6 separate regions of the Mus musculus genome follow, and all the other regions are linked to region 5. Evidence: chromatin contacts called from public Hi-C, HiCAR-type, Micro-C and promoter capture Hi-C data. All regions are on one chromosome and are shown on one strand. Each heading gives the region's core, a stretch centred on a gene start, on an enhancer-like site or on the middle of the called end of the contact. The rest is flanking DNA. Distances are from core to core; before and after follow the strand shown. Region 1 overlaps Zbtb20 (zinc finger and BTB domain containing 20). Region 2 holds the start of Zbtb20 (zinc finger and BTB domain containing 20). Region 3 has its middle 16 kb from the start of Mir568. Region 4 overlaps Zbtb20 (zinc finger and BTB domain containing 20). Region 5 overlaps Zbtb20 (zinc finger and BTB domain containing 20). Region 6 has its middle 36 kb from the start of Tigit.

Evidence for each region. Hi-C and Micro-C count contacts between places; a contact is called where the count stands out from the background. HiCAR-type assays count read pairs that join an accessible place to other places. Capture Hi-C pulls out chosen DNA fragments and counts their contacts.
Region 1: a promoter capture Hi-C map of liver shows a contact between it and region 5. The contact joins two enhancer-like sites. A contact is called at or near these places in 6 of 484 Hi-C or Micro-C datasets (muscle stem cells, uterus and ventricular fibroblasts), 5 of 115 datasets of contacts at active chromatin or transcription factors (astrocytes, embryonic forebrain, fibro-adipogenic progenitors and 2 more) and 4 of 9 other capture datasets (adipose tissue, liver, macrophages and 1 more).
Region 2: a HiCAR-type map of astrocytes shows a contact between it and region 5, with 3 times the contacts expected there. The contact joins the promoter of Zbtb20 here to the enhancer-like site in region 5. A contact is called at or near these places in 5 of 484 Hi-C or Micro-C datasets (liver, muscle stem cells, uterus and 1 more), 3 of 115 datasets of contacts at active chromatin or transcription factors (astrocytes, heart atrium and neural progenitor cells) and 1 of 9 other capture datasets (adipose tissue).
Region 3: a contact with region 5 is called in a HiCAR-type map of astrocytes, with 2.0 times the contacts expected there. The contact joins two enhancer-like sites. A contact is called at or near these places in 1 of 115 datasets of contacts at active chromatin or transcription factors (astrocytes) and 1 of 9 other capture datasets (adipose tissue).
Region 4: a contact with region 5 is called in a Hi-C map of liver, with 2.1 times the contacts expected there. The contact joins two enhancer-like sites. A contact is called at or near these places in 2 of 484 Hi-C or Micro-C datasets (Sertoli cells and liver) and 2 of 9 other capture datasets (adipose tissue and macrophages).
Region 6: a Micro-C map of muscle stem cells shows a contact between it and region 5, with 3 times the contacts expected there. The contact joins two enhancer-like sites. A contact is called at or near these places in 2 of 484 Hi-C or Micro-C datasets (adipose-derived mesenchymal stem cells and muscle stem cells).

Annotation. Positions count from the first base shown.
Region 1 is chr16:43,505,057-43,510,068 of GRCm38.p6, forward strand. All of the region lies in intron 5 of Zbtb20 (zinc finger and BTB domain containing 20), which reads left to right. Among named protein-coding and RNA genes, the nearest start is that of Gm15713, 87 kb to the left of the region's middle. Within about 2 kb of position 1,480, at least 90 of the 459 cell types and tissues checked have an H3K27ac peak or open chromatin away from gene starts, as enhancers often do. A contact at or near this core is called in adipose tissue, astrocytes, heart atrium and 3 more, where this site is marked.
Region 2 is chr16:42,905,463-42,910,314 of GRCm38.p6, forward strand. Zbtb20 (zinc finger and BTB domain containing 20) reads left to right here and starts at 2,183. Exons shown (of 11, transcript NM_001285805.1): 1 at 2,183-2,259. The region is part of intron 1 of Gm19522 (predicted gene, 19522); the gene reads right to left.
Region 3 is chr16:43,622,096-43,626,671 of GRCm38.p6, forward strand. It overlaps a transcript of Zbtb20 not described here and a transcript of Tigit not described here. Among named protein-coding and RNA genes, the nearest start is that of Mir568, 16 kb to the right of the region's middle. Within about 2 kb of position 1,371, at least 24 of the 459 cell types and tissues checked have an H3K27ac peak or open chromatin away from gene starts, as enhancers often do. A contact at or near this core is called in adipose tissue and astrocytes, where this site is marked.
Region 4 is chr16:43,536,857-43,541,772 of GRCm38.p6, forward strand. The region is part of intron 5 of Zbtb20 (zinc finger and BTB domain containing 20); the gene reads left to right. Among named protein-coding and RNA genes, the nearest start is that of Mir568, 100 kb to the right of the region's middle. Within about 2 kb of position 2,900, at least 62 of the 459 cell types and tissues checked have an H3K27ac peak or open chromatin away from gene starts, as enhancers often do. A contact at or near this core is called in adipose tissue and liver, where this site is marked.
Region 5 is chr16:43,231,962-43,236,693 of GRCm38.p6, forward strand. Zbtb20 (zinc finger and BTB domain containing 20) reads left to right here. Exons shown (of 11, transcript NM_001285805.1): 3 at 798-859. Among named protein-coding and RNA genes, the nearest start is that of Gm25873, 110 kb to the left of the region's middle. Within about 2 kb of position 3,435, at least 65 of the 459 cell types and tissues checked have an H3K27ac peak or open chromatin away from gene starts, as enhancers often do. A contact at or near this core is called in adipose tissue, astrocytes, heart atrium and 3 more, where this site is marked.
Region 6 is chr16:43,697,622-43,702,522 of GRCm38.p6, forward strand. No RefSeq gene overlaps it. Among named protein-coding and RNA genes, the nearest start is that of Tigit, 36 kb to the left of the region's middle. Within about 2 kb of position 1,505, at least 124 of the 459 cell types and tissues checked have an H3K27ac peak or open chromatin away from gene starts, as enhancers often do. A contact at or near this core is called in muscle stem cells, where this site is marked.

The sequences.
Region 1 (5,012 bases), core at 230-2,729, 270 kb after region 5:
TTCAAGCAAAATGTAGTCTAGACGGAGGTTTTCTCAACAATTCTGATTGCCATGTAGCTTTGTATTCTGTTTGATGTTTTGCCTATGCGTATGTATTTCCACTATGAATTTGTGTTTGTAGTAAACATTCTAGAATGCTTATCACTTTCAAATTAATCCTCTAACAAAAGAAAAGAGAAATCAGGACGGGAACTGTATGAGCAAAGTATAGTAAACAGTTTATCTTTTAATACATGCTGTACATTTTATATTTTTATACTAATATCCTTAACTTATAATCCCAGGGAAATGCTTTCTTTCTGAAAGTTCTGCTCTTAATGTGTTTATATTTTGAGTGTCGTTTGGTAATCATTTGAGGTACATAATGGACACTAAACTGAGCAGAGGGGAAATAGCTACAAGCGCCACCACAAAACCCTGAAAATGCAGACTAGGCTGAGCACCTAAGTGTGGCTCAGAGGGAAACAACTACAACAGTTGTCCACGAGTCAGAAACTCTCTCCTCCTCTTCCTCCCATTTATGGAAAAATAAAACTCATTCATTATCCCTGGGGCCGGACACTATAAGAAAAACTAGAGGTACATATATTTTCCCATGTGTATGAACTGTACGTCTATCTGTGTTTCTAAAGGGCACAGTGCTTATGGGGCAGAGGGCAACGCCTCACTAGTCAGCCCTCCTGGCTGGGAGGGCTGAATGCCTTGTGTTTGAAGTAACTTGATAACAAGGGGTCTTTTCGGGAACCCGTCTATGTGTGTGCTCCTTCAGTAATGACCCTCAAATTAAGCCTGGCACTGGGTGGCCAAGCTAGTACTTGACCTCATGGGAAGATACTAGAAGTAAGGGAAGTCTGGGCAAATCCAAAATTTCTAGGGCCGGTCACTTGTCACAGTTGCATGTTTTCTTGCGGGAAATTCTTGAATTCCACTCAAAAGTCTATATTTTTGTAGAATTTGTAAACGATCCTAAAATGAAAGTCACTCACCAAAAATAAAAGAAACTAAGTCTTTAAAAAGTTTTAGCTTAAAGGCAAGAGGCTTGGGGATTTTTTTCTGCCCTTGCTCCCCACCCCAGCCCCCACACATACTTTGCTTGGTTTCTTTTTCTTTTCTTCTCTTTTTTTCCCCTCTCCTGAATCCTTTTGTTACTGCAGCTGTTGTACCTGCATATTTGGTTTGTGTGTGTGAGTGTCCTCTCCTCACCCTTCATCTCTCTCCCTGTCTGCTGTTTGGGGTGGCCAGAGGATTTTCTGAGAGGGACAGAGGGAGGACTGGAAGAGGAAGAGGCTGTTGCTGAATGCAGCAGTACCCCCCCCCCCAAGTCAGGCAGCCCCGTCAGCTAGCTGTGCTGGGAGAGTACAGTGAGAGGTGATAGCTGTCATTCTGGGATTCTTCGTAGGTCTGACCTGAGAGTAACACACTCAACAGTCGAGGAGAAAGGGGAACATAGAGGAGGAAGAAAGAAACGCTCTTTGAGCTGGAATACACTGGCCCTTTCTTCCTGGAGGCAATCCGCTCTGGTTCTTGGCGACGTGTCCTGCACTATCAGATATCATATGACTTTTTATTTAGATTTCTTTTTGGAGAATGGCCTGTTAGGACTCTGTTTGTTTTCTTTTATTTAATTTCCTTCTCCCTTCACCCGCTAGTTTTGTGTATCTGTGTGTCAGAGTGTGTGCACGCATGCATATGTGTGTGCAGTTTTTATCTTTGTTTTTGTTCTGTTGATCGGATGCTTTATTTAAGGACAAAGCTTTAATTATTTCAGTATAGTGGTTTAATCATTTGCCAAAAAGAAACCTCATTCCAGGCTTTTGGGGGCTTGGGGTCCATTTTTAAACACATCCATTAACCCAGGAGGCTGCAGCTCCTGATGCCTGCTGGTCAGACCTTGGCCCACTCCCCCACCCTCACTTACCCCTCCTCCTCAGCAGCGTGCACAGCAGCGTGAGGTAGGAAACACCTGTGCGGAGTTGTGAGGGAAATAAAAGTAGAGGCAACTTCTTCAAATCTGGGCTCCTGCTTTCACTTTAATAAACTTTTTTTTCCGATCTTTGATTTTTTTTTTCTTTTCTTTTTGGCACCCTCTGTTGAGCTTGAAAACATCAGAGATAGTTAAGGATATGTCCGTGGCGCTTTTGTGAGGCCAGCTGAGCACCACTGGAAAGTGGAGCAGGAGTTGCAATCTATTCAGAGACTTAAGATTAAGTAAGAGATTTAAATAAGGTCTTTGAGATCTGTGCGCTGCTCGGTCAGGGTTTGGTGATAGGTGGTAGATGGGGTATTTAGGGTATTCAAGGCAGGGAGAGAGAAAATCCCAAACTGGAGAAAGACGAGCAGTTTTGCTGCAATTAGTACTTTTAAAACCTTAACTCAATCGAATTTTTATTTTATGTATCTCAAAATTTAGCTGACCAATATGTGATCAGCTATCTTTCCATGCTTGCTGTGCAATTATACTGACAATTCTTGCTGAATTTACCCTATAATTTCATGTATTTTTTTAGTTTTGGAGAGTTCAGATTTTAGTTAGAAAAAAAAAAAGCATAACTTCTCTCGATATGCCTAAAGTGGTCTATACATTATTCTTGCCATACTGAACATACTAGATTCTGATTGTATGTGTATGTTTTTGTGTTACAACACACAAGACTGCCTTAAAGACTCAGGTGACCGCTACATCCTTCAGACCTGTAGATTTTAGCTTCTTGTTACTTGTTCTGAAATTATTTTTCATGGACCTTTAATGTGCAATGTCTTTTTTTTTTATAACCAATTGTGAGTTTTGTTGAAACTTGAAGAGAAATTTATTCCACCCCTTTAAGAGTACCCAAAAGGGAAGGGAGAACTATTCTCTTTCAGCTCAAAAAAAAAATTTTTTTTAGAAACCTTTTTCCCCCAACGGAAAACTCCAAAACAGCTCTGTCTCAGAACGTTAAACTTGGCATGGGTAAGAAATGTGAGTTTTGCTTTGTTTGAGGAAATTTGTTTTCGAGACAACAATGTTATAAATATTTTTAAATTGCCTGCTGAGCATGCGCTGTCTCTGACTTTATTCATAGTTTTAAATACACACCAATGCAATCTTCTGAATGGCCACAGGTAAGGCTGTCGGTTTGTGGGATTCTTCTCTGAGGCACCTTCAGTGAGTCTCCTCAGTTTTCCAGAAGGGAAAGGGGCAGGAGCTGAGCTCAGACCTGGATACCCTTCTAACTATCCTAGAGAAAAAGTGAATTGCCCTCTAAGGCTTGCACACTGTACTTAGGGTAAGTACTATTCAACTTTTCTTTCCTGTATGAGTTGCCTGCCTTAACTTTCTGGCTTATTACTAGCAGAGTAAATGGGGAAATTTTTTAACTCAAGGAGGAATTTGCCTGAAACAGAAGATTTGCAGATTTAAGGGCATCTATTGTGCATAAATTTAGGGATCCGCGAATTTGCCAGTAAAATGCTAGCAGCTCAGTGCTTACAGAGCAAAGATGTGCTAGTCTGAACATGTCTGAGCTCATCTGGAATCGAAAGCTAAATCTAGGTGGGCCTGTTATAATACCCGAAAAGGAACACATGTGTCTTTTGTACAGGCTTTTTTTTTTTTTTTTTTTTTTTAAAGCCAGCCTTCCAAAGGCAAGTGACAAAAGAATTGGACTGGCCTCTTGCTCAGTTGGTCCTGTACTTTCCTCCTGCAGATACACACCCAGGTGCTCTTGCTGGTTCAGTGTGTTGTCATAGCTGCTGAGGAACAGTCTCTCCAGTCAGTAGTGGAAACACTTCCCACTTCCAGAAAGCTTTATCTCCACTCTCGATGTGATGTTGTCTCATGTAGGCATCTTCTGAGGTCTGCACTGTTGTTCGTAAGCTTCACAGTTCTCATTGCTCCTGCTCGAGTGCAGTTCGTCATTAGCTCTCTGTTATAGTCATGGTAGAGATTTGGTTTTCATTTTGGGAGGCCTTTTTAACTATTCAAACAAGTTACCCTCGAGGATGAAATTTCTCATACTTGTGACTCGGAAGTGAACTTGTCTTGAAAAGATTTGTAAAACAAATCTAATTAGCTGTTTGGATTTTGTTGTTGTTTTGTTTTGTTTTGTTTTTGTATTTTAAGTTCATGAATTTTAAACATTATAATAAATGTGACTGATCGGTTTTTAACAGAATATATTTTGCTATGCAGTGATTTTCTAATTCTGTCTTCTTTGTGTGCTTTAAGATCAAATTTGAAAATTCAGCGTGTTAAAAAAGAAATATTAAGAAGCCTATAGGTAGCCTATTGATATTTGCAATACCCACTTTGAAGTAATTCAGAGTTTTAACTTTCTTTCAACCTACTACCTTTTATTGCCAATCGGTATAACTTTATGCAGGTGTGTGTGTGTGTGTGTCTGTGTGTGTCTGTATATAGTTATAGATAAACATATTAATGCATACTTACATATACAATAAAAGATACACAAAGACACTTAATATTTATGTTAATTATATTTTTATATAAAAGAAAAAGAATCCGCGAACTTTTATCATTTTTCTGTAATTTTAAAATCCTATAAACTGTTAGTTCTGATTATTATATGTTTATAAACATATATTTATATCCTTATAAGTTACCTTAATTTATATTTCATAGGTTTTACACACTCCTCCATTTTATGCAGATATATTAATGTTGAAGTTTATTCAAATACCACTTGCTGTGTTCCGTATCTGTTAGTGTGTTAACAAGTGGTTTGGTTTTTTGTTTGTTTTTTTCTTTAATTTTGATTTATTCTTCTCTAAGCTAGACAGAGTATATGTTTCTCTATGTCACTGATATTCTGAGAAAGAAACTTGTAAAACTGTGATCTCCTGGAAAGCTTTCAAGTGAACAGGACATCTATATGCTCTTTAGCTTGCTTCTCCTGGATCCATTTGTCCATGCTGTGCCATCAGCAACCCTGAGAAAAACGGCGCTAGTAAGGATGGCACAATGAGTTTTCTGATCATAGACCTAGGAAGGACCAAAGAAAATTGTGGCATAT
Region 2 (4,852 bases), core at 933-3,432, 330 kb before region 5:
CTTGTCTTACCATTATTTTTTTCAGTATTTTTCACATACAAAGAAAAAAATGGTGATTTTAATGTTCAGTCTATGAATTTGTTCTTTCTTGGATCACATTGTTAGTGTTTTCCTTAAGGATTTATTCCTGAAGTTTTGGAGTCCTAGAGTGTTGCATTATATAGGTACTTTTACCCATAATTCCCAGCATTTTGGGTTGTTCCATTGTGTTGCCGTCTTAGTTTGTTAGCGATTAGTTGACTAGGTTTATGTGGATCTGTTTCCAGCTTCTCTACTCTTTTACACCATTGATATTTTATTTTTTTATTTACTTTTTCTAGATCCACACTGTGTTGATTATATTATAGCTTTATGATAAACATGGAATTATCAGAGCAGCCAGGGGCAAGAAGATGTATGCTGTAGGCTGACCTCAAACTTAGTATGTTGCTAAGGATAACCATAACTTCTGCTCCATCTGCTTCCATTTCCTCTAAACACGGGATTTTAAGGCTAACACCCTGTGTCCAGTTTTAGGAAACGCTGGGGACTGAATCCAGGCCTTCGTGCATGCTAGGCAAGCACTCTGCCAACTGATCTATATATTCCTCCACCCAGCATGGTAAAATTATTTTGGTTATGTAAAGGAATACATTTTGAATTTTGTAGTAAGTTAAGCCATATAAAAGGATAGTTTTGCAGATAATATATTTAAGGTCATTGGTATCAAAATATAGCATTAGAATAAGTCAAGTGCACCCTCTTACCTTTCATTTTATGTGTGTGAATTCCTTTGGAAAAATCTACTCTTTAAAAATTTTTAAATGTATACAATTTATATAGTCAAACTGTATAAACAACATTAAGGAAGATGGGCATCTACACAGATACAATACTCAGATATATAGATAAATAGATAGATAGATAGTTAGTTAGTTTGGTTTATCAGGAGTTGTTTTGAAAAAAAAAAGAGACTTCCAACCAGTTCTATTTTCTGATGTTCATCATCCCAAAGCTGAAAATATATCACCACTTTAGAAAAGGCACCTGGGAGTTAGCAAAGGCTATGAGGAGCATGTGGTGGGACCAGTAATATAACCAGCACTATTTTCCTGGAGCTAGTGCATGTGAAAATTTGGTTAAAGGTATAGTATAAAGAGTTTCATTTTTTTCTTTCAAGGAAGGTTTATTTAAAAGCACCAGTTTTAGTTTTTACTTCTAATAAAAGATGAAAGGTTATTTACTGTAGTTTCCGATCCATATTGTATAGAACTTTGTCTTGCTTGAATGGTAACTCCTAATAGGTTTATTTCTCTGGTATACTATGTATTAAATGCATTGCACCTGTTAATACAGACTGCATTGCATTGTGTAGCTGGATGCTTCAAACAAGAAACCAGTCTGCTTTCTTCTAGGGTACTAGCCTATTAGCAAGTTAATTAAACTTAATTCTGTTTTTGTCTTATAGTTTTGTTTATGGTCTTGGTTTATTTACTGAACAGTGATTTCTTCTTTGCAGTTACCAGTTTTGCCTGAGATCAGTTTTCCTATTGTATGGAGTCTGTTTCTTACAGTCTCCTTTAAGACAGCTCTGACTTTAAAATCATTACTAAGCTTTTGTCAGAGCAGATTTGTTGACATTTTTCTCACATTCAAAAAATAAATTTGAAAGATTGCACAAATAAGCTATGTAATTCCTTATTTCCTGCTAATATGCAAAAATGTATTTATGATAATTACACACGTACTGTGTGCCAGAGCTGAAACAATACATTCCTCATAATGGAGCATAAATAAAGAAGGTGGAGCCAGCTGCTCTTAAACTGTTTCTTTGCAAGCAGTAATGCTATAGAGAATATACCTTTTCCCTCTGTTAGTCTGGCAATGCTGAACCTGTTGCTGCATTAGACGAGTTGCGTTTTCCTGGGTAGGGGAAGGAGGGCTGTCTGCTGTCTGGTAGGAGGGCTTTGTCTGTGCCTTTCTCTCTCTCTCTTTCTGTTTTTCTTTCTCTCTCTCCTTCTCTTTCTCTCTCACTGGCTTGCTTGCTCTGTCTCTGTCTTTCTCTCTCTCTCTCTGCCCCCCTTCCCCTCCCTCTCTCTTGCTCTCTCTCTCTCTCTTCCCGTCTCTGTGGTTTGTAAGGTAGGTTGCAGTGTGTGTATATACACAACATCAAGAGCAGGAAAATGGACTCATTAGGGAGGCAGGCAGTCATTACCACTCACACTGTACTTCCAGGGAGACACCGATTATGAGAAGAGAAACTCAGCGCTGGGGAAGAAGGTAGGGGCAGACAACTTTCATAAAAACAACCCTGCCTCCTCAGTCCCCTTGCATTTATCATCTTATTTACTCCACAGTGCTTTTAGGCTTTCTTTCCTGAATTTTAATTTCTGTATCTAAATTTGACAGAGCTAATGCTAGTTTGAATTTTGGAACATCTATAGGAGGCCTACCCTGTACTAATTTTCTTAATTATTTAAGGGTGTGACCTTGTGATTCAGTTTTATTAGTTTAAAAATAATTACAAACAAACCTATTTTTCTTACTAAAGTAATGAGTAAATCAGAATCGTTCACTCTTTTAAAACAAACTCCTCCGTATGTTTGTCTCTTTGCTTTTCTCGTCTGTTTATGCAATTCCATCTGTCTGTCTATATATCATGTTGTCCTTATTTATTGCTAACTGGATTTTGTTAGTTATTTGCCAGTGAGTTTTAGCTGCAGTGCCAGTGTGGGTACTACCAAAATGAGACTCTTGTTCTTTGTTTTACATTGAAGTTTAAAGTCCATATTTACAGTATAGATCCTTTAAGCAGGTTGCATACTTTATGCTAGCATGTTTATTTGATGACATTGGACATAAGGTGAAGGGTAGCCCCTCAGGGTGGGCAAGAATCAAGGAACTATTTTTTTTTGCTACTACACATGTAGAAATAGTGCATCAGGGGGTTATAGTTTCAAAGAAATTGTGGCTATTTTCTAACTTTTTATTTTATAGATAGATTGTTGCATTTATATGGGTATTACTGTGGTTAGTAAGAGTATAAACTTTCTTAACAAGAAGTTTTTATCCTGGGATAGTTTCCTTTTAGTATGTTAGTGCTTGTTTATGCTTAGGGAGGGAGGAGTGGAGGCTGGCCTTTTTACATTTTTTTTTTTTTTAACAAAGTGGAAGCTATGGAGTGTATCAGGCCATTTTGTGCAACAACTGTAAGTATTCCCTTAACATATTTGAGTCCATAAATAATGTATTTGTTATTGCAAATATGTATTTGAGGTTTTTTTTTATTTCTTTTTTCTTTTCATGGTGGGAAAAAAGCTATGCTTGAAACCAGCTTGCATTGTTGAGGAATTTTCTAGAATAGTGCTTTTTCAAAATTTCAAGGAGTAGTTAAATAAGGTGGATGTGAAGTATACTTTTAGATGGACTTCTATTTAGGTTTGTGCAAAAGCAGAACTTTTATTCATCTGATAAAAATTAAGTCAGACAGAGAGGAACATAAATGTTTTCAGAATATACACGAGCAGTGATAGGAAATGAATGCAGATCTGAGGAGATGTTTGATAATAACAATCACCTTTTTGTAATACATTATTTATTTACTATAAGTAGCAGACTTTCCCCTGTTAATTCCATTAGGCCTCTCTGACAACACAAAGAAGTCCAGAAAGCAATATTCTTAACCCACCTGGGACTCGAGAGCAGACTCCACAACACACTCTCAAGGTTCAAGCCTAGTAAAGCGTTTATTCAAATCCATTATTAGGGGAGGGCGGTGAACTTTTGCTACTAAAAGTCTTCTTTACCGCTTCTTTAAAAAAAAAATATACTTAGACTTTTAATTTAGTTTTTTTTTTTTTCTCCACTGTCTTTTCAGCTGGAAAGGCCAGCCCTGACCAAGAGCATACAGACCTGAAGTACATTCAGTCAGGCCCTTTCAGAGATTGTTTTTTTTTTTTTTTTTTTTTAATCAAAGGTCCATGGAAAGTTTGAAGGAGGCTTTAGGAAACGTGTATTAACACTGTGCATAGTTGGTGTTGTGAACAGAATTTTTCCCATTTCAGACTGTGATCCAAAAAGTTGTTTCAGAACTAATAGGTCAGAAGTGTGTCTGTGTCGTACACCTGTTATTTTTGGTATTATCTCTTGAAGAATTATCTAAGATGCTCTTTTAGATAAAAGAAATCTTTCACAGACTGTTTGATCAATCATCTTTTGTGCATATGTATTTTGTGGAAATAGTGTGAATTTATGTATATAATTCATGTTTATATGGATCCAAAAATCATAGATGCATTGCTGATAGAATTTTAAATATTTCACATTGTGTTTTTACATTAACCATAAGTAAACACCAAATGCTTAACTCCAAAAGAGAATGGAAATTTTTTTACCTCCCAGAAAGGATAAAAGGAAGGAAAATTTTAGTCATTTCTGTGGTGGTTTTAATTTTTAGAATGTGTTTTCTTTTGCATTATAATTCTTGGTTGGCCTTCAGTAAATCGAAAATATTTTTAGGATGAAAAATACTCTTGCCCTTTTCTGGGAGGAACTGTCACAATCTAAATGCTGCAGGACACTGTAAAATGTGCATAAGTAAACTTAAAGCCAGTGCCCTCTGCTGCCTAGGGATTTGGAAGGCTGAAAGGCTTGCGTCACAGGAGGGCTATAGAGTGCCAGAAAAATTCATTAACCAGTCTTACTGGTTATGGGGGGCTCATCTTCCTGTTTAAGTCCCGAAGCCCTGGTCAGGTCATAGTGTGTTTCATTTTAATGTTAGAGCAGACAGTTATCTAACACACCCACATGAGGAAGTGCTCTAAAGCAGTTATTTCATGCTTTGCCATGCCCTGTAGCTAAAACAATTTGGTAT
Region 3 (4,576 bases), core at 121-2,620, 390 kb after region 5:
CAGTCCTGCTGTTTTACCCCAAACATCTCCCAACCTAAAATACTGCTTTCTAGAACTGAAGGACACTCCGTTGGCATCAGAACTCTAAAGGAAAGTCGCTTCTATAGTGCTGGTGCTGTATACCTGGCCTCTCGAGGGCTGTTTTCCAACTGCACTGCATTGTAGAAGATAAGCCAGTCTGCACCTACTTCAAAAGGTTACAGATGCTTCCAGGATTGCCCATGCACACTCGATATTTAACAATCACAAATAAGAGAAGATGAGAAAGAGTGCCGCTTTTTTTTTTGTTTGTTTGTTTTGTTTTCTGTCCTGCCGTTTTTATGATGGGATGCTATCAGTTCTTTTAAAACTAGAAAACAAACAAACAAAAAAGGTCATTTTAGTATTCAGGAACACTTGCGCAAGTGTGCATGCACACATGTGCACACGCTCACACACGATGGAAGCAGATGTTCCAGGCAGAAGACCTCTTGAGAAGTTTAGGGAACAAGAGCTGGCATTCAAAAGAATACTAGTATATATTTTTTTAATCAATCTACAATTTAAACAAGAAATTTGTTAAATACAAAAACAAAATAGTACCAGCATTTGTACAAAAAAAGAGCCCCTAATTGTGTAAAACATATCCCCCAAAAGACAATAATTAGAACTGGAGGATATGATTCAGCTCTACAGTAAAAAACAAAAACAACCAAGCCCCACCCCCACACTCACACCTAGTAATCCTAAAGGAAAATCTTTATAGAAGTTTTTCACGGTGTGAACTTACCCTCCTGCAGCCTCTCCCATCGCAGGTCTTTCGCCCTCAGGAGGGAGGGTGGCAGGTAATCCTGGCTCATGCCCCAGAAGCTCCCATCCCCTCTCCCCTATCTAGGAGGCCACAGTCACTGTTGGCTTTAGAAAGACTTGGGCTTGCCTTCTTTCTCTGTAAGTAAGAGACACTTTATTATATATCATAATATCATGTAAGGACCAAGAAAACTCTTTTCAATCCATGAGCAGGGAGAGGCTGTGTGTCTGAGACGGGAGAGCAAGAGTTTTCTCTGGGCGTGCCTGTTTCATATCACTCTCCCTGTCAGGATCTATGTGTGCTTCCATCTCACACACCATCTACTACCATCATACGGCCTGCTTATGCCCCAAAGCACTGTTTTCTTTCAGCAGTAGAAGTTAAACCAGAAATGTGTGCCTCATCAAAGCCCTCAGGTCCCCGGGAAAATACAGGAAAGTTCCCTGTTGCAGTCCTCCAAGATACGCCCAACACTGTTGTCCTGAGGAATGATGGCAGGGAAGTCGCCCTGGCAAGGATGCATAGCAGACAATGCCCTTGCTGAGCCTTCCCCTGAAGTTGCAGTGGGAGTTGGTTTGATTAGTTAGGGCTAGCCATGTGAGGTGTGTGGTGCTAACATCACGTCAGGCCGATGCTGCCCTGACCAGTGTGCAGCTGCAGCTAAGGGAACAAAAAGGTGTAGCCCAGGAGCAGACAGGAGATGCCCTGGGAGGAAAGAGAACACAGGGTAGGTGCCCTTTCTGCTGTGACTTGACTCTTAAAAGAAAACCCTCTAAAAAGAATTCTTTAATTTAGTAATGAGTTGAAGTCCAGGGTAATGGAAGCTCTAGGGAAGAGAACAAAAGAATTGCAAAATGTATTCAGTACCCAACAATACCAAACCAGAAAACATCCAATCACAAAGCTAGGAAGTTTGGCAAGAGGTACTTAGGGAAACCTCCAGTCTTTTCCATGGGTAGGGTCCGCAGACTTTCTTTTGAGTGATTTCTGGCTCAGAGAAACCTCTTTACTCACTAGAAAAGAACTTTGTTTAAATGGCCAATTTTGTCCCCCAGGAGGGGAGAAAGAATTAAAAAAAAAAAAAAAAGACAGAAAAGAAAAATAGGACACTAAAGACGGAACCATGTGAGTTGGTGACAAACAAAAGAAAGGGGACACTAGAATTTCAATAGACTCCCTATTGGATAGATTTTTTTTTAAAAAAGCAAAGCTACCCAAGGGCCCCCCAGCTCCAGACTCCCAGTCTTGAGCTGACCCAGCTGCTGGCTTTCTAGGGCTGGACATAACTTCCCAACTGGGACCCTGGCAACTTTCATTCTGTGTTTTCATAAGGAAAAGGGACTGTTCTCTTAAGTGCCCTGGAAATAGGTAGTGGCATGGGGCAAACTTTCAAAACCCACCTCTGCTCTAGTGCTCAGGATGCCCCAGGAGCTCGTGAAAATACTTAAATATTCCCAAGGGCTTTGTGTGCGGAGTTATCATTTCCAGTGCACCTTAAACATCCACCTGAGCTGACTGCGTTTCTGTAAAACTGCACAATTACTAACCCGAAGCATCATCGTTTCTAGCCCTGAGTAGCAAGATGATCAACCCAAGCAAACTAGCCCACGGGGTACTTTAAGTTTCTCAAGATGCTTCTCTGCTTGAACACTGAATCCACAGCAGGAAGAGATGTGCATTATCCAGTGCTCAGAGTGCCCTTGGGGCTGTAGAGCTAGGCTCCATTCTCTCTAAGGTGAACAAGCAAAATGGAGGCTTGCAGGGCATACGATTTTTTTCAAAACTGTATGTCTCCTCCTCATGAAAGGAAGACTAGAAAAGGCCCAGGACTGGAGCAAGAGTCTTAATTTATGACTTACTGATAGCTGCCCTTTCCCCAGAGTTTCTTTAGGGCCCAACTATGCTCCACTGACTACTGGCATAACCCCAGCTAAGAAACTTTCACAAAAAAATCCATTGGGTTGTAGGATTATTGCCTTAAGTTAGAAACCCTGGAGGAAAGCAGACAACACACACACACAGAAAATGAAAGACTGTGAAGATAGATAGGGACATTTCTTGGTTTGTAATGGATTCATAATCACAAAAATAAGCTCTATTCATGACTGAGGACTATGGAATCAGTGACTTCCTGGGAGGCACCAAACTTGTAGGGGAACCAGCTGCTTTCAGGAAGCAGCTATTTCCTGTCTGCTCCTTTCTTTGGTAGGTCGAGGCTGACTGTAAAATAACCGTGTTGCTAAGTAGCAAGTCCTGTTAAACATAAGCACAGGTGCCTGGATGGCTCTTAAATGTCTCCTTAACAGGGAGCCCAAATCTCAAAATACAGCTTTCTCTCTCTACAGAGATCGTATCAATACAGACTGCTCTCTGTCCCACCTCGGTTTTGAGGTGCATTGGGTTTGTCTTGTGAACTTTTGTTTAAATACAAAATCAAAACTTTTACATCTTTAATTGAGACACATAATCTGCAGATCATAGACAAACTCTAGCCCTAGTCATGAAATCCTAGCTTCAGCAGTGCCTGAAAACAGTCCAAGTCTCTCCTTGGATCTCTTTCAGACTGAGAAGTTTCTTGATTCAGAGTGCTTACATGATCCTGATAGTCCTAAGGCACAGAGAAAAAGAACCCCACAGAAGACATCTGCTTCTACTGCTGTTGCGACAGTTGTTATAGCCCAAAGCATAACTGTCATTTGCACACAGATGCTAATAACAAAAGTGGCTTAACCCATCCAGTTTGTCACAGCTGCTGTCCAGAATGTCTGTCTGTGAGTGTACCTTATCCGTGTGCACACATGGTGTGAGGTGCTTGTACCACAAAACTTCATTCATATTCTCCAGTGACAGCAGCAGACACTTGAGAATTTCCAGCTCGAGTCAAAGGCCTGACACCATGCATAGCCCTGCTCTCTGCTTCGTCGCTGTCTGTGAGGAGGCTTTACAGCATTCAGAAGTAGCCCAACCATCAGTAGTTTGTGTATAGCCCCGTGAGGAAAAACTTGAACAAATGCTACACTTCTGTGGATTTACTGGTGAATGTGTGTGTGTGTGTGTGTGTGTGTGTGTGTGCGCGCACACATGACCTGCATCTTTGTATGTTTATGTATATTTATGTTGTCTGAGTGTGTGTGTATCTCTCAAATGAAGCACACACGGTTCCTGGTGCGTAGATACAGTTGCCTCTTCTACCAGTGTGCTCAGACTCATGGCTTTCTTCCCAGGAAGCAGTCACCTGCCCACTCTGTTGCTTTTTGTAGCATTTCAGAGTTGGGAGAAACAAAGGCAGCTTGTTGGCTCCACAGCAAACCCACAGGGACAGGCTGTTTTTCTCCAGAAGAGGGTGGAGTACACACACTCAACCAGAAGCAGACCAGAGGGAGCCATCCAGGCAACCTCACAGGACTCCCAGAGAGGACCTAGCCAGGCAGGTGACACACAAACATCCCAGGATTAAGTCGGAGCTCAAAGACTATTCCTGTCCTCTCTGGAACCTTCGAGGCTTTAGAGAAGGGACAAGGTCTACAGATCATAGATAAGTCTAGCCCCAGGCATGGAGACCCAGCTCCCAGCCAGTGCGCACACTCACACACAGGAACCACGTGGGAGTCCTACTCCCAAACTGAAGTTCCCTGATGCTGCCTGCACCTCTGGAACATCACTACCATTCACAAGCTGTGTCTCCTGAAACCAGTGTGGCCTTCACCCAAGTCTTTCTAGGAATGGGTGGCTTACCATGTCTAGCAAACCAATAGAATATCAGGGAGTATCTTGCGGGCAGTCTAT
Region 4 (4,916 bases), core at 1,650-4,149, 300 kb after region 5:
GAAAGTCTTGTCATGTTTTGAGCAGAAGTTTGAGAGGTCTAAGTAAGATCTATACCTTCTAGAGCCTGTTATCATGGCCAGTGGGAAGAGAGCAGATTCCAAGAGCTGAGATTCCCCAAAATTTTGTCAGCTTGAACATTCACTCAGGATAGTAAGGGGCTCAGTTCATGCCTTACTGTACAGTGGGCCTCAGCCACTCCAAAAATGTACGCTAAGATTGGGCCAAAACAAAGAAGGCTAAAAGCAGGCTATGTCAGCAAGATGGTGGGCTTTAGAAGACAGAAGTATTTTCCCTGAGACAATATTCTACCAGACTCAACGAGATTTTAACACACACACACACACACACACACACACACACACACACACACACACACACATGTTTTAAAGTGACTTTTACGTCTTATTTTTTTCTTCTCCAAGAAATTAGCATTCAGAGAGTTGCGTTCCGACTGTGGCCCGATGTGTGCCTTGATCAGGAGTGCATTTTTATGACTGGGTTATAAACGGTCATAATAGTGAGGGGTTGGGATGGAATGCCTTCAAAAGATAACCTAGACCTACTGCAGGCTTGAAACTCTATTAGCCTAGCTATTAAAACCAGGAGGACAAACTGTTTCTTCCCTGGATACAAAAGCTGTTAGGCTACAGCTTGACCCAGTACAAACTTTTCTGAATCTCTCTCCACTTTACAAACCGTCAGCTCATTGCTGCCGTCTGCAGTGAGGCTGTTTACAGCTCTGTGCTAAGTGGAAAGTTCAAATCAATTATTGTCCATTAGAGTTTAGGTATAACTGATGAAATATCCCCAGAGGAGTATTGTAAATGTATCAAGACGTCCTTCCCCATTATAGAAATGGGGACGCATAGTGAATTACTTACCTTCTCTCTTGCCCTTAATGCCTCTGAAAGGCTGCTGGGCAGACAGAGCTCCTCTTGTGTTGCTGGGGTTTTGAGTGAGGACTTCACCATTTGGTGAGCATGTGTCTTGAGCTGGCAAATGTCTAGACTCCAACTTACTGTCTACTCTTGGTAAACTTTCGTGTGGATATAAGAAAATAAAAAATGAAAATGAAAAATTGAGAGACTGTAAAAATTGATTGGAAAGTAAGTACCGGGCAATCAGGTTCCCTTTGCATGATTGCCGTCTCACTGACAATCAAGTGAGAGACGCTTTGACGCAGGGAGAGTTGGTGCTGGGCCACTGTGCTTGTGAGAAGCTTGTTCCTCCTTGTTCTGGTTCTTTCATTCAGTCTTCTACCGGACAGAAAGGGAGAGTCATTCATAGCTAAGCATCTTCAGGCTCTAACAGTGATATTTCACCCCATGAAAGCCAGAACCCCCACACCCACACCCCAAGAAAAAGCCAGAACCCAGTAGAAAACAAAGATCTATTTGCAATCTGCTCTAATGGGACTTGCTTTGGAAGATGTTTTTTGCTTATTGTCTTTCTTGTTGATGCCCTGAGCCATCTCCTTGCCCCAGAGATCCCACGGCTGCAATGTACAGACTCTTCTCATACAAAAGTCTAGGTGTTCTTCTCTAGAGGGCTGTGACTTTTTTTAAACACCAGAGAAGTAATAGAGGAAGGTCAAAGAGACATCATTCTCCTGGTCAGGCATTCTCTCCTGACCCCATGGACACAGGTGGAGGGACACCTTTTTATTCTGAGTTAGTCCTATTTGGCTCCAATGGGCTGCCTGTGTGAATGTAGCAGCACACAGTTCCACCCTGACTACAGTTAGAATGAAGAGAAGATTCCTATTTAAAATGCAGCACTGATTTCCCTGCGTTGAACACCAAGGAGAACTCCAAAATGTCCCCCTGCTCGCAGGCTTATCAGTTATCTTAACAGTGTTTACCCTCAGCTCTCATGGGACTTCCATTCATCTCACTGTAGAGCCACCAATAACTGAACAGGAAATCTGACTGAGAAGAAGAGAGAGCACTTAGAACCCTTATTGGGTCATAGTATCTTAGGCTGTGCTATACCATTTTCTTAGTCTGTTGTTTTCTTCTCTTTTGGATTTTTTACATTTATTCATTCACTGTATATGAGTGTGTACTTACACGTGCATGTGTGTATGCGTGTGGGTGAATGTTAGCCATGGTATGCATGTGGAAGTCAGAGGAAAACTTGTAGGGTGTTGGTTCTCTCCTATTGTGTAGGTTCTGGGGTCAAACTCTGGTTGTCATGATCGGCAGTGGACACCTTTACCGACTGAGTCATCTTGCTGGCCCTGGTTTCTTTGCAGTGACCCAGGAATCCTTAGTCTCTGCTTTGGATATGCCGAACCATTGCTTTTTTACCAAATCACAGACTGGGAAGGTGGTCTCTTGCTCAGCGGGTATGTGCCTGGGTAGATGCTCTCCCCTGAGATGTGCAGCCACTCACACATCACCAGCTTCTAATAATTCCTGACATTTAAAGAGTCAGTCCATTTCGACCATTTCTTTCTGCATATTTGTGGAAAGAGCCAATGGTTTGCAGCATTCAGGAGGCACAGGATGTGCACCTTGTCGTGTGGATCGTATTCGTTCTGCCCGGTTTATCGGTTGTTTGTTTTCTCTTAGGATTTTGGGAGACTTCTTTAACATGTTAAATATGGGGCTAAAAATAGTGACTAGACTGTAAATCATTTGGGGGAAAATATTAATAAGATACAAAGAGAACTGCCTTCCCATCCACCCTGTGTCATAATGACAAAATGCTAAATGACTCTGCATGTCTGACTCCCTCGTCACTGGAGGTGAGGCCTCTGGATTCTGTGCCATACAAACCCCCAAATGTGAGAGCCTTAAGTGCAGGCTGAAGTACCAAGCGTGGGTTTGGATTTCCCTTTCCTGCCCCAGTACTCTGAAAGCATGTTTACTCAGCCTTCCCTCCGAGCAGGGTCCCTGTGCTGAAGCCGGTCTGCCAGCCCACTTCTGAGTAACAGCCAACACCCCCATCCAGCGCCGCCGACCGATGGGCTTGCTCGAATTTAAGGAGCAGGACTGATTTTCAAGTTTCTTCGAGCCATTATTTGTGTTCCAAGTTATCTTCCTGCATCCGTATTAATTTTCTGTTTCCAAAAGTAAGCCCCATGTATTTCAAGGCAGCACAGTTGCTTTTTCACATTTTCCAGGGAACTGGTGTTTTTAATGTCATGTGAGGACAACATTACACAATGGGTCTTTGGCAGGGACACACAGAAATGAATACCGTGTGCGAACAAACATTAAATGGCAGTCTTAATTACAGAGTTAGACTCTGTTGTTTTTAATGCCCTTCAATTTTATAATTTGATGGAAAATGCATCAACACAGCTATTTTCTTTCTACCCTAAATGATTAAGGATTGATATACCCCCAAACTGCAGTAGCTCCTTAGATCAGCTAATCAGGTAGGCCTTACATGTTATCCACTAGAGGGCAGTAGGGATACACAGCCACTCCAACCAATATGTGCAACATATGGTCGACGTGGAAACATAGTAGCCATAGCTTTCATGTGTATGAAAAATTCCCATTGCAGTGTTGCTTCACTTATAATTATATTGAAAGTAAACACTAATTCACAGACAGACTACGCATATTTCAACATATCCCTCTAGTGTTTTGTCTATTCTAGTTTAAAATGCCCTGAGTAATGAAACTTCTACTACTTCCCTTGGGAAGCTATATCAAAACCCACTTGTTTTACATGCCTGTTTTTTTTTACAAACACACACTCAAGATCTATTAGTCTTCCTTCAAGTTCATTTAGACCTCTGTTGCATACTCCATTTTCCCTTACAGCAAAGCTAGTTCCATTCCGCAAAAGATGTTTCCTGAGTATCCATTGTGTGGAAGACATACTTAGTTGAGGGATGTCCACAGCTGGCGAGCATTGCAAGGCTGCGGCTGAAGGATTTGCATGACTCCAAGCTACAGAAGAAGCTCGTCCAAACCAAACATCAGAAGAAGATGTTGGCCTAAGTTCTAAAAGGAGTGACATTCATAAAACTGTCATAACAGGAAAAAGTTTAGTTGAACTTGGATTTTCTGTATTGAAATCCAGAGTGCTAGTATTGCATGGTGACATCTAACATCACCTGAAAAACTGTAAGCTCTCTGGCTGACCTGGCGGTGAGCTCATGCCAAGGAGACGACCTGGGTTCTCACCAGTGAAAGCTGATCCTTTGGCCGATAGATCAGATTAGCCTAGAAGTTTAGAACCAATTTTGGGGTTCTTTATACCTACTTATGAAACAGAGGATATGGTTTGTAAATCCCACCAACAATGTTCCGTAGTCTGCTTTTCGTTTTTTTTAATCATCGACTCACTGGGTTCAGTCCCAGTGCCGCTACACACATTGCATGATGGGAAAGTAACCCAAGATCACATGCAGTACTTTGAGTTTGCACCACTGGTCTTTTACATATACTTCGATCATATGTATCTGAAGGAGAGGGTAGGAAAAAAATCCAAGCCAAGAAAATCCCTTTAAGGCTAGAACTCACAGTTACACTGTTACTACAAGGTTTCCCCATTTACATTAGAGACAGAGCAAAGTTATTTGCTCTGTTGGGTCTTTTTCTCAGATACATTTCCATAAGGCTGTCCTGATGGCCAAGGACATCCCAAGTAGACATGTCCACGGGTGAGAGTGTTCTGCCTCCAAGTGCAGAATGAAATGTTGCAGAAGTTCTAGGAATGATACATACCTCTCAGTGCTCTTTCACATCCTTTGAGCCAATGTAGAACATAGCCTATTCTCCAGGGTCTTTAAAGGCCTTTCTTTTGCCAATTAGGAGGGTAAGAATGTGCTGGATAGGCTGACTCTCTGTAGGAAAAGAGAAGGGAAGGATACAGAATCTTCATGGGAATCTATACAACAATAGTCCAGACTTCCTATCACAAACAAAGCTTACATCCAAAATTTGTGTCACCT
Region 5 (4,732 bases), core at 2,185-4,684:
TTTGTCCAAAATACAAATTATAATAAAAAAATAAGCATTTTCTAGAAAATTCTAAAATTCTGGGAGCCCTGCTTAGGTAGAAAGTAGAATATAGGTTGATATTTAGGCATCCTCTGCTTTCCTGCTACACACCTGATCTCATCCAGAAACTGTAAAATTAGGAACATTAGTGAAGAGTCTAGACAGTCTCTACTTAAAGCTAAAAACAAAACAAAACAAAACCAACCCACAAAAACTACTTGACTTACACAAGAATATTGACAAGAGCCTTCCTAAAGCTCTTCATTGATCACTCTCCACCTCTATAGGAATATATACATTTGGCCTGAAATTAGTTTTATAACCATAACTGAACATGTTATTATTAAATATTGTGTTCATCAATAGTTGTTCCACAGTTTAGGTCAAGTATTGATGGTTCTACTGGGCCCACTAGTGTCTAAACAGAAGCCGTGTGGAGAAAGCATCTGCTTGCCCAGGGATGGTGGAATCCTAACACTGGCATGCATGGAGGAGATAGTGATTAGACTGAGGGGTGGCTTCTTCATGTAGTCCCAACCAAGCTGTTCAGTCTTCTTAGCCAGGGTGTCATGGTGCATGTAGGAAGCAGCAACAGGTCTACAGAGTGAGTTCCAAAGAGCAATTGCAACACAGGAATCCTGCCTTGAAAACACCTTAAATAAATAAACAAACAAACAGATAAATGAATCAATAAGTAAATGTTAATATGTTAATTTATTGTAAAAATAAGAATTTACTATAAACCTGTATTCCTGTGTCTATTTTTTGTCTGGTAGGTGTTTCCTTATAATAACAACTTCAGCCATATTATAAACATCTTCGAAAGAAAACTTCCAAGGTACCAAATCCAATTTATTTTAACTAACTTATTTATATTTATTGTTTAAGCAAGATTTAATAATGCCATGCATCTTTTGATCTAATAGTAAATCTTGATTGCATGTGTTGGTCTCTGAATAGTTAAAACATCATATGATATGTATTTCTCAATGATTTCAGTGCTATCTGTCTTAAGTGTATTTATTTTAGTCCTTAATAACAAACTGCTTTACTAGTAAGGGCACTGAGTATCAGAGAAGAGAAATAATTTGACACTGTGTATACAGCTAGAACTCAGGCTTAGGCCTTTGTGAAGCAGTCTCCCTTCTCTCTTTTTAAACTACCATCTTTTCTGTGTCTCAAGATTCTCTCTGCATTGCTTCCTAAAAGTGTGTGTAATGTAGTTTGAATAAGGACAAAGAGGAATTGTGTTGCCTATTTTTGTTTGTTTGCTTGTCTGCTTGCTTGCTTTAAACACTTGAAACCATGTCCAACACAATGTACCTGTCTTTTTTTTTTTTTCTGTTAATGCAGCCTGCTAGCCTGGAGATTCCATAGTATTATATCCCAGTTTTATTTGTAGGGCTACCTTTACATTCACTATTAAATCCAAAACTATCTAAATTTCCTAGATTATTAAAATATTGTAATTGCTATATGTTACATGCAACTATAATTTAATAAGATTTTGGTAGATATTTGTTACAGGGGTCTTAATATTTAGGATTTTAGTGTACATCCAGTTTACTATTTGTGGAGTTTCATCATCTGTTAAATAAAAATTGAAATAGGACCTACCTCAGTTCTTCTGGTGATTAAATGAGATACTTTTCTGAATATATGCTTATATAAAATTGTACATCAGTTACCAACATATAGGAAGTACTCAATAGTCTTAATTGTTATTATATATAAGTGTTACATGAATAGATAGTACAAGCTTGATAAATATTTAGTAAATGGATAAATGAACGATACAAATTCTTTAACTGGCAATGTATGACCAGTTTGTAAGTTTGGTATTCTAGGTGCTTCTTTACATTCTGAAAATGATATAAAACAATGTTCAATAGAATTGAGAATGTCATCCAGTTTCCAAGAGGATTTACAAGCTCTAGATGCCACGTTAGGATAGACCGTTCCCCACCCCACCCCCTTATCATTTGCAATCATTTGTAATACATAGCATGTGATCTCTGACTAGAATGTATCTGTGACCACTAAGTAAATACATAGTTTCCCTTCTTATAATAGCCATGCAAATATGATTTATCTTCTGACACAATACAAACAGAGTATGCATGTATGCATTTGGTGAACAAAAGACAAATGAGTAGGAAAACAGGATGTGTGCCTACATCCTCTACTTGCCTGAGATAACAGGAATGCATTGATAGAGAGAAGGACAGTGCACACTCTTATTTGTGCCTGTGTTGGGGATATACCAATATTGTTGCAATATACCATCCTGATGATGGCAGTCATCATGGTTTGAGAAGGACTTTGTTCCTTAATAGATTTGTTTTTAAATCCTGAGCTGTTTACTATCTAAAGCATTTATCTGAAATTACTATTCACTAAATCCCTCAGTTCCTAGAACTGTTAATCTGATTCTAGTAATAGTTTTTTTTAAAAAAGTTCAAAGGTTTGCCTGCCTGTAGAATGTTCTTCCCTACCACTGACACTGCAATTCTACCTTTAGATGCAGTTAATGTGTCATGTCTAAGAGCTCTGTTTCATGCTTTCTTGTATGTTTGTGCTACATTGACAGTTTTCTGTTTAGAGGTGCATGTTTTCTTTTAAGCTGTAGTGATTAAATTATAAGCTTCTTGAAGGCAAAGCCTGTCCCTTATTCTCTCAGTACTGGTATTATCCAGTTTCTGATACAGAAGAGATTGTCAATAAATATGTATCTAACAAATTAATGAGTTTGCCTTCACACACATCAGATAAGGGGCATGACTATAATCTCCTCTGTGTTTTTGTTTTTCTCCAGGATTTGTGAGCCTTTTGAAATTAACTATGGACATAGTGCTATGCTTCTGACTTGTCTAGTTGCTTTGAGGGATATTTCTTATTGTTGAAATGGTTTTTTTTTTTTTTGTTAGCAATTGGCTGTTTTAGTGTTTTGTTTTGTGTTGTCCGACCTTGTTTACACTGTGTGTATGTTTTAGAGCAGGGCTACCCGTGTGCTGTTCATGAGTGACGCCGTGATGGAGCCACATGGAACAGTGTTCCTAATTCTCACTTCTCTTTACATGCTACCTGCTTTGGTGCCTTGTTCAAGCACTGTTATTGATGTGCTTTGAAAAGATGTGTGGATTGTGTCAGCAAGCTGGGAAAGTCAGAGTTTTGTTTTGTTTTGTTTTTCAGCCAAAATTCTTAGGCCTTAATAAAATATGCGATGCATAGCTTAGAAGTCAATAACTGTGCCCTACCTGAACAAACGCTCCATTGTTACTTGACTGTTTTGAGGTCGGTCCAGGCCTGAGGATTTTGTTAAAGGCTAACAGAAATGTCCAGTATCACCCAGCCTAGCAAGAGAAAATCTGACACTCGCGACTTGTACTTCTGTGTTCCAGGCTGTTACACAAACTCACTGAGTACTGTATATGTCTGATTTCTCAACTTCACCTGCAGTAAACTTGTGCAATCCCGGGGCTAGAGACCTCCTTTGTAAATGTTGTCTGTCCAGTAATGGTGTTGGCACTGGGAGGCCCTAGCAGATAAAAGTGGAAGAACATATGGCTTCCATCTGAATACAAATTGGTGGACATAGTGTGGTAATTCAGCTGCGATGGCCTCTATACTGTAATCTGAAAGAGTCTGAGTAGATGTGAATTTCTCCCACTCCTCTACACCCCCATTCCACTGTGTTTTGATCGCCCTGAAGTACAGCCATCCTGCGTCGCCTTCTGACTGTGTTATTTGTGAAATGGCCAGCATGAGGAATTATTAATTAAAGCTAACAAATCACCCTGACGAGCTGTGCCCTGGCATGGCTGAAGGTTGATTGGCGAAAGTGTTCTCCTTTAGAGAAAAGACTTTTTGTGCTCGTGACGCAGTCAGGGACGGATTATTGAATATGCAAGTTAGAAGAAAAATCACAGGACAAGCAAATTGAGTATTTACTGGCAAATAATTGCGCTCTTAAACTGTGGCTCTCTTCCTAAATTCTTAACATTCCCGAGGGTTAGAAAGAAACACAGAAAAATGCATCGGTACAGAGTTCATTTCAAAAAACCACCCATAGACTGATGTTTGAGGCTTGTGCAGGTAAGTGTGATTGTGTATGCCTGGGAAGTGAAAGACCAAGCAGAGGATGGGGAGTGTTTCTGTGAGTCTGCTGAGTTGTTTATACAGCTCAGCATAGTTCTAAGTTGAGAATTTAGTTTCCGTGCTGCATTTATTGTGAAAGTGAGAGTCGTGAAAAGGAAAGGGTGTTTTCTCAAGTTATTTGTCTTTATCAGCAAAAGAAAAAGTTAACGTTTTGTCCTAAAAATAGTTTTCATTTTGCTCAGATATTTGTGACTATGTATAAAACGATGACTGGATTTAAAGATCTGTTGTTATTTTCAACACTGTTAATTATGATGCGTCTTAACAGTGTCCCAAACACATGTGGGGAAACTGTTGCATGGATTTTTAAAAGTAAACACTGTTTTACATTAGGACCTAGATAGTTAGTCCGTGTTGAGATTTCTACAGGAACACGAACGTTTGGAAGTTGTTGTTAGGCTTCTAGCTCTTATAGTAACCAAAATGTGTGTGTGTGTGTGTGTGTGTGTGTGTGTGTGTGTGTGTTTCATCTGGAATGTTGCTCAGACTCCTCACTTTTGAGGTCATTGTAAGATATAAGAAACAACTTTAATGTCTTTTTCAAAACTAAATG
Region 6 (4,901 bases), core at 255-2,754, 460 kb after region 5:
CCTCTAATCCGGATTGCTAAGACTCTATAAAGCCATAAAGGACGGGGCATAACTTGAACCTTATCTCCCTGGGAAAGCATTTGTTGTCTTAGCCTCCACTTATCTATAGAAACAACACATGGCCTATATGGACATTCTGGGAGCTTATAGGCATATTCAACTGTAGTTATTAGCTTCTTGCTTTCATCCTCTCTGAGAAATACTCCCAAATGAGAAATATCCATGTTAGGGCTAGAGAGATGACACCTCAGTGACTGAGGGCCTGAGGTCACTTCCCAGAGCCCACAGCAAGTCATCCACATTGCCAGTGACTCAGCTTCAGGTCTACCTGACTCACTCTTCTGGCTTCTTTCGGTACCCACAGCATGTGTGGCATTTACCACACAGTCACACATAACCAGAAATAAAATAAATATTAAAATCCAAGCCCATCTTTCTTCGAGTTGCTGTTGTCGTGTATGTTGTTACAGTGACGAGACACGTAATTGATACGGCTTTCCAACTAGAATCTGTGACAAGTGACAGCATTGAGCGTTTTCACTAAACCAAGCTCTGTGTCAATGGTTTTGTATTTACTACCTCACTGAACTCTAAAGGAAGCCTAACAAGCCAGATGCCATTGTATCCCAGTTTTCTAGGTGGCAATTCTGTGGATTGAGAGGTGAGACAACTTGACTGAGTTGTTTCAAACCCTGTGCTCAAACTCTTTCAATGTTTGCCACGGGTAGTATGTCAACACAGCCACACTGTGCTACAAATTTTGCTTAAAAAAAAAAAAAAAAAGTCCAGGGGACTGGAGAGATGGCCTAGCGGTTAAGAGCATTCACTGCTCTTCCAGAGGTCCTGGGTTCAATTCCCAGCAACCACATGGGGGCTCACTACCATCAGTAAGGGAACTGATGCCCTCTTCTGGTGTGTCTGAAGACAGTTACAGTGTACTCACATACATAAACTAAATAAATCTTTTAAAAAATCCAATCACTTCCCCCACTGGAATGTAAGTTGGAAAGATAAATATGAGAGAGAGAGAGAGAGAGAGAGAGAGAGAGAGAGATCTAAAAGTATAGAACTGGAAGTGACAAGAACGTAGGGAGAAACAAGACAGCTTCCTTCCCACACATCTGCTCCTTCAGAGTCTTAGCTCTGCCCAACTCTTTATTTACCACCACCACCACCTTGTGTCTGATTTTTAAAATCATTTTTCTCACCTCCACTGCTACTGCACAGTCCCTAACCTACCTCCCTAAATCCACTATTTTGTATTCCCACCCCCACACCTCAACCTACGGATCCTTCGAGGAAGATGCAAACAGAGCATTGGCTATTTTAAAACGCCACAATTTTAAAAAGCACTCATCTCTTTATATCTACTGCTTGCCACAAATCCTTTCCAGCCCCGCCCTCTTCCACTTGACGGAAAGGCAGAAGTCTATGGTGGAGCCCACAGGAACCTTCTGGTCCCGCCCCCACACCTTGTCCCGCCCCCAAGGCTGTCTCTCCTGCTAGCCTGTGGTTTGTGGGTTTGAGCTGTCGGGTTGGTATGTACCCTGTGTTCTCTGCCTGGCCTGTCTTTACTGACCTCTGCCTAGGGGACTTCATCATCTCTTCCAGTTTTGTTGTTTTGTTTTGTTTTGTTTTGTTTGTTGTTGTTTCTTGAGATGGGCCGACCTCAAACCTGTGCTCCTCCTGCCTTGTTAGGGCTGGGATTACAGTCCCATGCCACCATGGCTGGTGGAGTCTCACTATCTTTGTAGGCTGCCACCATCACGTAAGCTCTGGAGAGCGTGTGCCTGATACAGGAAAGGGTTCAGTAGATTTGGTTAAGGGAATAAAGTCACAAAAGCACAGTGATCCTTATACCAGGTCTGTTGACCTCTGGTTTTACCTCATTCTACTGAATAACAAAGATGGGATTTCCCCCTCTGCCTCTGACGTGAATGAGTTACAAGCTGGGGCATATCAGATTCTCTAATACCCCACGCTATGCTGGACATACAGGAGGTGCTCGAGAATTCTAGAATTCTGAATAAGTATTTGACCATGAGACATAAACATGTCTCCTGCTAAATTCCAGAGCTCCTCTGACTAAATCTCCAGCCAATAAACAGAGCTCTGCTACAGGAGGAGCAAGGACTGCCCAAGGTCTACTGCAGCAACAAGGAATTCATCACATAAAAACTGCATCATTTGGCTGGGCGTGGTGGCGCACACCTTTAATCCCAGCACTCGGGAAGTAGAGGCAGGTGGATCTCTGAATTCAAGGCCAGCCTGGTCTAAAGAGTGAGTTCCAGGACAGCTGGGGCTACACTGTCTCGAAAACCAAACAAAGCAAAAAAAAAAAAAAAAAAAAATCTACACAGCCTCATACTTTCTATAGATACTGTTAAAATTCTCTAAAGGGGAATAAATCGTTGCATATGCTCTCAAAGCCCTTTCTCTAGTGACAATTATTTTTTTCTGGGGCTTAAAATTGAACATATCTCAATGGTGTTGACTAAGGTCTAATTATAATGAGAGTTCTGAAATCCTAAATGAAATTATTTGACCATATCAAATTCATGCTTGACTGTGTCTTCTCTTGAAGATTGGCGTTCCCAGATCTCCAGTTACATCCAACTTGCTGCTCATAGCAAACGAGTAAGTGTGTAGCACACGCTGTCAGAACAGCAAACTCGGACACCTGTGTGCCAGTTTGCTTCTGGCCTTCCATTTCAGCTGCTAGCTCTAAACGAATTATCCCAACCGCGACCCCCACCCCTTCACACACACACACACACACACACACACACACACACACACACACACCATTGCCCGATAGTACACTCTGTCATTACAACACCTCAGACATGTTTCTACACAGTGAAAAGGCAATGGCTGCTCAGAACGCCACAGTTGGAAGAGCGTTTTCATGTATTTAAGTCACCCGAGTCTCACGGCAGCCCTGTGTCTTCAACAGGGCTGCGGCCTTAGTGAGGAGCAGAGGAAACACACAACTCAGAAACCTAAGCTGTTTGCTTTGCCAGGTAGCAAGTAGCTAAGAACATCGGGAGTCCTGCTCAGGCCCTCTGGCTAGAAGCCCACACATTTCCCACAGCTCCTCTGCAAAATGAGCTGAAGTACAGCGGCTCCTCCTGGTGTCCCCACCGCTTTTATGTTAGCTGTAACTTATTTGGTGACTCATCCTTTGACATCCGCCAGAATCCAAGTCCCCAATGCGCCAGTTTAGAGGTTCCTGGGCCTCTTATTTGGAGATGGAGTCACTGATTTGAAACGCCATTGGTTTTGTTTTATCGTATTTTGTCATTATTCACTAGATGCCTCTTTTCTAACAGAAAGGGTGTGGATTCCAATGGGAGGGGAAGTGGGGAGGAGTTAGGAGCTGGGAGGAGCTAAGGGAGGGGAAACTGTAATCGGAATTTACCGTATGGAAGAAAATTATTTTCAGTAAAAGAAAAACAGAGACAAAATGCCAGGAGCTCTGTTGAGCTGAGCTGAGGCCCTGCAATGGATAGTTAGCGACACTCACTAGGTAGCTGATGGGCCCCCACAGGCCAAGCTCAAAGCTCTTGGATTCAGATTTATACTTCAGTGAAGTTGAAACCATTCACCGCATTCAGACAAGCCGTAGATCTACTACACAGTTAAGAAGACTGCACCTCCGGCTACACAGATCAAAGTCATTTGGGCCATAGTTAATAAAACACACAGATTCCTGGTCTCTGAGGTACAGCTCCCGAATCCAAGGTCTCAACAATGTGAGGGGGCTAGGACCCAGTCCGCTTGAACCCCACAGTCTTCCCAGCCATGGCCTTCCCAGCAAGTGCCTGACAGGCTACAGCTGCTGCTATTAAATTCTTATGCTCACCAAAGTTGGAGGACTCTCTGATCAATACACACACACACACACACACACACACACACACACACGATCTCAATGAAGGGACTAAGTAAGTATAGATAAGATAAAGTGGTTTTAAAGGCGGTGTAATAAGTATGAACAAAGCGTTAGAAAGGACCATTATGAAAATAATTTTTATGAAGGGCTCAAGGAAGACATTTTAGAGCATTTTGTAATGGAACTGGCCTGCTCAAATCGCCTTGGGATAAACCATTCAGAAAAGTAACACAAAAGCAATGCACAGAGGACAGCATACGCTGGCCTGGAGAGAGGCCCACATATATCTCAGCTGTCAGGTACTAGCATCAGATGTAAGCACGCCTTCCCTGAGAGCTTGGAGGACCAGGGCAGAGGGCAGGGGGAGGGAAGGGAAATTGGTAGGAGGCTCTGCAGGCTGTAATCACTGCTGCCAGACTGTGACATGAGTGGTGTCAGCACAAGCCTGTCAGCACCTGAATTCTCTGGGCTGCATGTGAGCTCCACAGGCAAACTGGCGTGGTAGGGCCTCACCAAGCAAGAGGGAGGAGGGCGGCTGCCAGATGTGGAACCTTGTTATGATTGGTTATTTTTCAGTGTGTTGTCCTTATCCGGCCACCAGGTAACCGCTGTCAGGTACTTGGGGCCTCTTCTGCTGCATTAAACAGTCAAGTCAAAGGGCCCAGACCTGCTGAGATCTGAATTGGCCACTGTGACTGTCAGCTATGTCGGGTTGCCCAGCCTGTGATTTATTTGAAAAAGAATAATAAACGGACCATGAGTCATTTTCAGCAACCACAGCTTCGGGAGCCAAACAGTAAATTCTGAGAAACCAATTTCCACTGTGGGCAGAACCCAGCTCCTGTGTCTGATCGTCTGGCAAGCTTCGGAATAGAGAGCGCTGATAAAATAGCAGCAGGTGCAAAACAGCCACAACTGGCCAGAGACTGGCAGGCCCTGGGGGCGGAGGATGGGGAGGGGACGGGGGATGGGGTGGGAGGCAATGGGGCTGTCTTAGCCCTGCCTC